Linked DNA regions of Mus musculus: region 1 is linked to region 2. Evidence: chromatin contacts called from public Hi-C data. All regions are on one chromosome and are shown on one strand. Each heading gives the region's core, a stretch centred on a gene start, on an enhancer-like site or on the middle of the called end of the contact. The rest is flanking DNA. Distances are from core to core; before and after follow the strand shown.

Region 1 (4,086 bases), core at 641-3,140, 450 kb before region 2:
CTGAGCTGCTGGGCAGAACCTTGGCGACACGCTAGCTTCTAACTAGTCAGGAGCTGAAACATAGCAGGGCATGGCTTTGGCCCAACCAGCCAAGCTGAGTTTAGACCCACTAACACTCTTGATCTAAGGACACCAAGCAAGTCTCCCTAAAAGCGTCCTGCTTGCACCCCCCACTGAGACGTTGGCACTACCCAGAGTGGAAGGCAGCGTGGGACCATGCCATGGGGCATGTGGAGACGCTAGGCTGTCCCCTCTGTGGTGGGAGAAGCTGAACAGTTAATGTCAGATGAGTTTCTTATTTCTCCCTCTAGACCATGGGGCTCAGGAGCCCTCAGAGAGGAACTTGGGAATGACAAGTGTCCTGCGTGGTTGGGCCTCGTGGCCTTTAGTCAGTCGTTCAGAATATCGACTGGATGTCATCAGTGTAGTTATTTCAGTCATGCTATTGACTCACCTGAGGAAGTTTTAAGACAGTTGAAACAGCCTGGCTGGCTCACACACTGTGTGACCACAGAGCCCCAAGAGGTACACAGGCTCTTTGAGCCTCCTCAGAGGACCTGATTCAGGTGAGTCTATTGGTACCCCAGGCCTGAGGAGCAAGACCCTCATGTCTCCACAGGCTCTGTGGCTCTGGAAGCTCACACAAGGGGGCTCTGGTGGCCTGGCATGGGTGGTCATGATAACTGTCAAGCTTCTCTTCATAGAGACTGTAGAGTGAAGCGTGTGTAGACCAGTCCCAGCCCTGCTGGAGGGTATGGGCTTGGTAATTGCAGATGCATGAATTCAGCCGGCTCTGAGTCCCCAGCCCTGCTTGAGATCCTGTGTGCTGATATTCATGATGGGATAGTAGGCATGTGAAACCAGACCCACAGAAGACGTTGGCAACCAGGACAACACAGGAAGGGCGTGGCTGTGCCCAGCCTAGGGTGGGTCAGAGATGCTGTTGTCCTCTGTACAAAGAACATCCAACAAGAGAGTGGAGGCTAGATGTGGCTGGCAGAGGAGTGTGGTCATGTGACCTGTGGCCGGCAAGAGCTCTGTGCATGTGGGGCAGGCAAGCCTGGAAGAGGGGCAGGGAACATTTCCTGGGGCCAGCATCAGTCTGACACATCTTAAAGCTGTAGGGCCCTAAGGCTGAGGTAGATGGAGGCTAGGAAAGCTCCTATATGTCCAAGGGGTACAGTTAATAGGAGGAGGAATTTGGGGTACAAGGGCTTAGCTCAGAGGCACACGGTGTGCCTGTGAAACCCCAGATATCCGTACAGAAGCTTGTATCTGGGTCAACCCCAAGATGTAGAACTTAGCAGCCACCAGTTACAAGACGCCCTGGGAGAGGGAAAAATTGGCACCCACAGTCAAAGCCAACCAGCTCCCAGGACCGCACCACCTTACTTACCTCAGAGGCTGGAAATCTGGGACCACTCAAACCCACGCCACTACGCTCAGATCCCCTGAAGCCTGACAGCGGCACACAGCCTGCCCCACCCCAACCCCACACCCTCTGCCCAAGGCAGGCAGCTGTGAAGACTCGCAGGTGGCTTTTCAGGGAGCACAGACTCTTCAGAATCACCCTGCTGATGCTGTCCCCAGATGGTGAGCCCCCTTAGGTGAAAGGAGGTCTCCCTCTACCCAGGACAGCTTCCAGACCAGTCTGAAGCCCCAGATCGGTGTGAAGAGACGTGTCCACGGGCCACCTGAACAGGGAGACAGGTCAGGCAGTAAGACGGTGGCAACTGTTGCCACAGGGGCAAGCCTGAGCCCAGAGGCTACTGGCTCCTGAACTCTGAAACAGACCAATGGCTCTACAGACCAATGCCTTTCCACTCTGGGCCTCAGGGGAGTGTTGGGGCCGCCCCAGGATTGGTTTATCCCTGCAAAGACAGAGCAGCCACTGCAGTGATTGGCTTTTGTATCCTGACTGACTATGCAGAACAATGGAGCTCTTGGTGGCAGCTGCACAGCTGCGGCTCAGGATTAGTTATTTTTACCCAGTGCGCTGTACTTACTCAGAGTCGGCCAAGGCTTTCCGAATGCTCACAGCACTGCCCTTCAATACCCCTACTTAATGGGTCAGCTCTTTGAATGCATATGTGTCAGGCTGGCACAGGCCTCCCAGTAAGTGCTCAGGACCAGCCCCAGCCTGAAGGTCAGATAGGTCCTGACTCCTGAGAATGAGGCACAGGGGTCCTCCAGGAACTTTGATGTCCTCATCAGGGTTACTGTGGCTGTAATGAAACACCATGACCAAAGCAACTTGCGGGAGGAAAGGGTTTATCTGGCTTACACTTCCACATCATAGTCCATCATTGGAGGAACCCAAGATAGGAACTCACACAGGACGGGAACCTGGAGGCAGGAGCTGATGCAGACGCCATGGACGGGTGCTGCTTACTGGCTTGCTCCTCATGGCTTGCTCAACCTACTTTCTTACAACCCAGGACCACAGCCCAGGGATGGCACCACCCACAATGGATTGGACCCTCCCCCCCATCAATTGCTAGTTAAGAAAATGCCCCACAGGTTTGTTTGCCTGTCATCTTATGGAGGTTTTTCTCTTGAGGTGCCCTCCTATCAGATGACTCTAGCCTGGGTTGACATAAAATCAGGATGATCTTTAGCTTATAAAAATGAATGAGATATGTGACCGTTATGGGCTTTGGTTTTTGTTTTCCCACAGTTCCGAGAGCCCCAGGATCAGCTGTGGGAAGATAGCCATGGACGCGCAGATGCTAAAGAAGAGGATCAGCAGGACATGCGATGAGGCAGCCCGCACCATCCTCAGCAGCCTCTTGCTTTATGTCTTGGATCATGCAGATGGGCCCCAGAAGGTGGAAGACAGGACACACAGGACCAACCGCCCTTTCCAACTCCAGGAGGCGGGCCGGAGACCCACACGGTTCCAGCTTCTACAGGCTAAGTTCATGGGCACTGGCCGGGAGCTCCACCTCAAGAAGACCCGGGATGTGGGTCGGCTGATCTCTAAAGACAAGCAAGGACCTGGTAGGAGTTTTGTAAATGCCACCATCAACAAGCTCCTGGAAAAGACCAAGGAAGTGGGCAGAAGCTCCAGCCAGAGGACCCCAGCCAGTGAGAAGGTCCGGTGGAGCCCATCGAGCGGGAAGGGCACTGTGAAAAACATCCTGAAGAAGTTCCTGGCTGCAGAAGAGAAGGCGGCCAAGGAGAACGAAGTAGGTGAGAAGCCCCCTGCCCAGCGGCCTGGAGCTGCCAGGGGCCTCCTGCCAAGAATTGTGGGCCAGAGCTCCATCCTCTCCAAGCTGAGGGAAAGATTCGAACACAACAGCTGCCTGTACTCGGAGGCAGGCGTGCTGCCCCTGCACAGGGAGGGACTGAAGAGCAAGAACCTACAGAAGAGGAAAGTGCACAGGCCACAAGTGCGGGTGCTCCACGTGGCCACCATGGCTACCAGCTGCACCAGAATCCCCCCTGCCCAGTTTCTGGCCTGCACAGCTGAGCCTCTGCCAGCCCTCAGCATCGCCACCATCGTCTGCGGGCCCCAGAGCTGGTTGTCCCACTGTGCAAAACTTAGTCACTCGGAGTGCAGACGCTGGCCCACCGGGGCAGCCAACACGTTCTCCAACTCAGAAAACCTGGAGCCTGTTGGAAACAGAACACAAGGTCTCGAAAACAAGGAGAGCAAGGAACATCTCCTGTCCTCAGTGCCCCAGGCAGTGGTTGACGTGGGTTTCTCTGGCATACCTACTAATGGCAATGCTCTGCCTGGCCATGCACCAGTGTTGTCCTCACGTGGACTGGACAGCCCCAGAAGTACTGGAGCAGTTGGAAAGGACAGAACAGTGGAGCCCAGTACACAAGAGGTGGCAGCAGACGCACAGGGAGCAATGGATAATTTAAGAGGGGCCCCTGAAATTGCCATGACTGTGAGCAGCTCTGAGGATGAAGCCGAAAGGACAGCCTCAGGCTTGGAAAGAGAGCCCTTCTTTGCCACCCAGAGGCACCTGCCAGAGCAGGAGGCTGTGATTCAGATCCACCTCCTTGCCCCGCTAGCAGTCCAGGCTGAGCGGCGAGCACAGCCCGCTATCAATCCTCCACAAATCACCGTGCAGC
Region 2 (3,757 bases), core at 1,163-3,662:
GTGCTCAGTCAAATGGACACACAGGCTAACCTCACACAGGTGTGCTCAGTCAAATGGACACACAGGCTAACCTTTAGTAGCAGAGGGGCAGGAAGCATAGAGAGGCCAGGGAGGAAAGCAAGCTCCACCCTTCAGATGACCACCAACAGCATACAACCTCTTTGAGCTTATTTATTCTTATATTTTTTGTTCAAAATTTTTCATTTCATGCTGTAAAAGTCTGTTTTCATTTAGAATATGTTAAATACATAGCTTCTGAGATCCAGGATATTCCCATTCCCACAAACCACCAAGCCCTTCTCTGAGAGGCTGTTTGCAGGTAGTTGCCACTGTGAACACTCTAGGCACAACTCCAAGGCTTCTCCCAATGCTGACAAGAGACCTCGCACTCTGCCTGAGCATCTAACTGCCATAGAACACCTTAGCCAGGCCACCCAGAGTCACTGCCTCACATGAGGGGTAGCCAGGTCTTATAGCCCATGCTTCCAAACACTGGAAGCCCCCTTTTCCTGATTGTAAATCACTGGACCAAGTACAACCAGCCTTTTTGCTGCTTCCCCCAGATAGCTGCTTGTCTCCCTCCAACTTCACCAACACCTGCACTTGTGAGTCCGTGGGACAGCCATGAGCATAAGCCGTGTCTCTTCCCTCTCCTCCAAAAGGGGCTGTCTCTGATAGACAATGAGTATGCAGCTACCAGATACAAACTGCTACTGCTCAAAGGCCACCAGGCTGCCTCATGTGGCCTCAGATCAAGAGAGTCCTCCACGACCTCCCCCAACATGGGCCCCCTATCTCATCAACACAACACTACTTGGCTTTCCAAAGAAGCTGGCTGACTCTGATCTGAACAAAGCTCGGGCTGTATATGTAGCACTACTGTATACGAGCTAATTAGGGTACAGAGCTTCCTGCTGCAAACAGGAAGGATACTTAATAACTTTATCACCATTGCCCCTCCCCACAGAGCTGAGGTAGGAACCCTGGGCCTTAGCAAGTAAGTGCTCTACCCCTGAGCTAAATCCTATGGCTCTACCCAGCAGTGCAGAGCCATGTCCCAGACGGAAGTCTAAGGCGAGCACAGCACCACGAAGAGCCTCTAAGCTTCCAGAACAAGCCACCTGTTTAATCCTTGACCACCATATACCTCTGCACCTCAGCCAGCCAGCTCAATAACCTACCATAACCCCCTGGATAATCTTTCACTGTTTGGTAGTTTGAATAAACATGGCCCCCACAGGTCCATAGGGAGTGGCACTACTAGAAAGGGTGACTTGCTGGAGGAAGTGGCACTCAAGTTTCCTTCTGCCTGTCTGCTGATCAAGATGTAGGACTCTCAGCTCCTCCAGCCCCAGGTCTGCCTGCATGCTGCCATGCTTCCCACCATGAGGATAAAGGACTAAACTCTAAAACTGTAAGTCAGCGCCAATTAAATGTTTGCCTTTACAAGAGTTGCCTTGGTCATGGAGTCTCTTCACAGCGATAAAACACTAATTAAGACTCACCGTAAACACCACTCTATAACACGATCTTCCCCCAACGGCCCTCCTCTGTGCTCGGAGAATGCTTGTCAGTAGTCACTCCCTAACTTGAGAGATGCAGTGGCTCTCCAGCCTGAGGGCCCGGGCCTGGCAGCACTACTAGCACTGCAGTGTATTGTCCCCCGGATCGCAGTCCTGAGCATCACAGTGACAGGGCGGCAGGCGGTGCTGAGAGCAGAGCATCCAGACCACAGACAAGCCCATGTTGGGCAACTGCTGCCGGGCAAAGAGGACACCGCCACGCCCTTACCTCTGATCTGGTCTCGCTCCAAAAGAGCAACACCAGCTCTCTCGGAGTAATGCAGATCAGCACAGGAGCTGTCTGTCTCAGAGTCAGGAGTCTATAGCAGTGGAGCTCTGAGAGTACAGACATGTTCTCAGACAGGCTCCTGTCACTTACTGCACAGTGTCCTCCACCCTAGGGCAGCTGGCTAAGGTCCTGTAAGGCCCATGATTTATGATTGCTACCACCAAAGTTCCCCACAGAGAAACAGGCTGCCACACAGCCGTTAAGACACACGGATGGACACAGGTGAGAGGTTGTATGACCTCCAGTCTCCAATCTAGCAGTAAGCAATAGCTATTATAAAAGTAAGCAATGATGCGTATTTTGTTACAAAATCGTTATTATGGGCTATTTTTAAGTGGTCAGCTCTAGCAATCTGCTTCCAAACAGGTTTGATCATTGTTAACCAAGGTAACTGTGTGCAAGCACCTCCAAACAGTGCTCACCTTCCCTGTTGGCTCTGAAGGGACCAGGGCCAGCACTGCCTTCCCTTACTTCTCATTAGACACGGCAGTTGCTTGCCTTGTTGGGGAACATCAACTAAAGATAGCGGAGCCACTAAAAATAGCAGAGCACTGACGAGGTCTTCTGACACTCTTCACACGGGGACACCCTGATCACTCTGAAGCAATGCAGAAGCAAGAACTGACTGGTCCTGGGTACCTTCAACAAGCAGCAAAGAAACTTGGGGAAACCATAAGAAGGGAGACACAGCTCCAGAGAAGTCACAGAGATGGCCTGGAAAGCTGTAGCCACAGAGCTTACACAGGTGTGCCAGAGGCCAAGGTGCAGTACTAACAAGTGTCTTGCAAAACCGCAGCGTATCATTTGAGCTTTAATGCTGCCTGGACACCTATCCTGGACCAACCTAAGCAGGGGCAGGGCACTGAAAATGCTGCCACTGTGGCCTTACAGGCGCAGCTGCCTGGGGACAAACGGCAGAGATGGTGTGGTACTGCACATTCATCATTTGTCCATGATCTTCAGCAGTCACTAATCCCTACCGCTCACTCAAACAGCCAAGCAATGAGGTAGAGAAAAACAGAAGGACCAGAGGCCAGCACAGGCCAAACAGCCAGTTGATATGACCCAGGGTCACATGCAGCCCAGCCTGTCAGTAATGTCCCTAACAGCCAGCCACACCTGCTCTCTGACAGTCAGTCAACTGCTTTGTAAGTAGACTTTTTGGCTTGGGGCTGCCACATTCCTCATACCTGGCCTGTGTTTGCACCCTGACAGGAGTGGGTCCGTTCAGAACAGCACAGGACTGTAACCTTCTGTGCAGGCGGACCCTGGCAGCAGCCTAAGGACTCCTTCCCCGAAGAATGTGAAGACTGAGGCACACCCTTTAACTGCAGGTTGCTGGGTACTTAAGCTCTAAACATGACCTGCCAACGTGCTCTGGTGTCAGACTAGAGGCAGATAAGGGCAAGTTCAAGTCATGGGACTGTCTCCCAGGCCAGTACCTTATGGAAGTCAGTGTCGAGGACAGCTGGAGGAAGCTTCCTAGCATTTCCAGTGCACAGGTAGGCACACTGCTTGGGCTTTGCCTGTGTGGGCCCCCCTCTGCCACGGGCAGTGACAGATTTGTTGCTCATCAGTTATTATAAGGCAACTGTGTGATTCCCTACATTTTAAATTCTAGCAGGAAAAGTCGAGTCTTCTTTTTCGTTGTCGATATTTCTGGTGCTGGTACAACACCTGACCCTGAAAGGATGCTCAGTAGCCACCAAACAAAGTACAGCTAAGCTTTAAAAAACAAAAAACAAAACAAAACAAAAACAAAAACAAAAAAAACCAACTGAGCAGCAAGCTGTCCTCTGGGATAGCCAGGCTCTTCCGCACCCACACCAGTCACTGTGTGGGACTCAGAACTCAGGCAGAGGTCTGAAGCTGAACATTCAGCAAAGGCTATGTTCCTAGGAATGTC

What was found. A called contact is a pair of places that touch in the nucleus more often than the background predicts.
Region 1: a contact with region 2 is called in a Hi-C map of rod photoreceptor, with 2.2 times the contacts expected there. The contact joins two enhancer-like sites. A contact is called at or near these places in 2 of 484 Hi-C or Micro-C datasets (embryonic stem cells and rod photoreceptor).

The regions. Positions count from the first base shown.
Region 1 is chr8:13,224,290-13,228,375 of GRCm38.p6, reverse strand. It overlaps a transcript of Adprhl1 not described here. Among named protein-coding and RNA genes, the nearest start is that of 2810030D12Rik, 26 kb to the right of the region's middle. Within about 2 kb of position 1,890, at least 55 of the 459 cell types and tissues checked have an H3K27ac peak or open chromatin away from gene starts, as enhancers often do. A contact at or near this core is called in rod photoreceptor, where this site is marked.
Region 2 is chr8:12,774,391-12,778,147 of GRCm38.p6, reverse strand. The region is part of intron 1 of Atp11a (ATPase, class VI, type 11A); the gene reads right to left. Among named protein-coding and RNA genes, the nearest start is that of Atp11a, 19 kb to the right of the region's middle. Within about 2 kb of position 2,412, at least 30 of the 459 cell types and tissues checked have an H3K27ac peak or open chromatin away from gene starts, as enhancers often do. A contact at or near this core is called in rod photoreceptor, where this site is marked.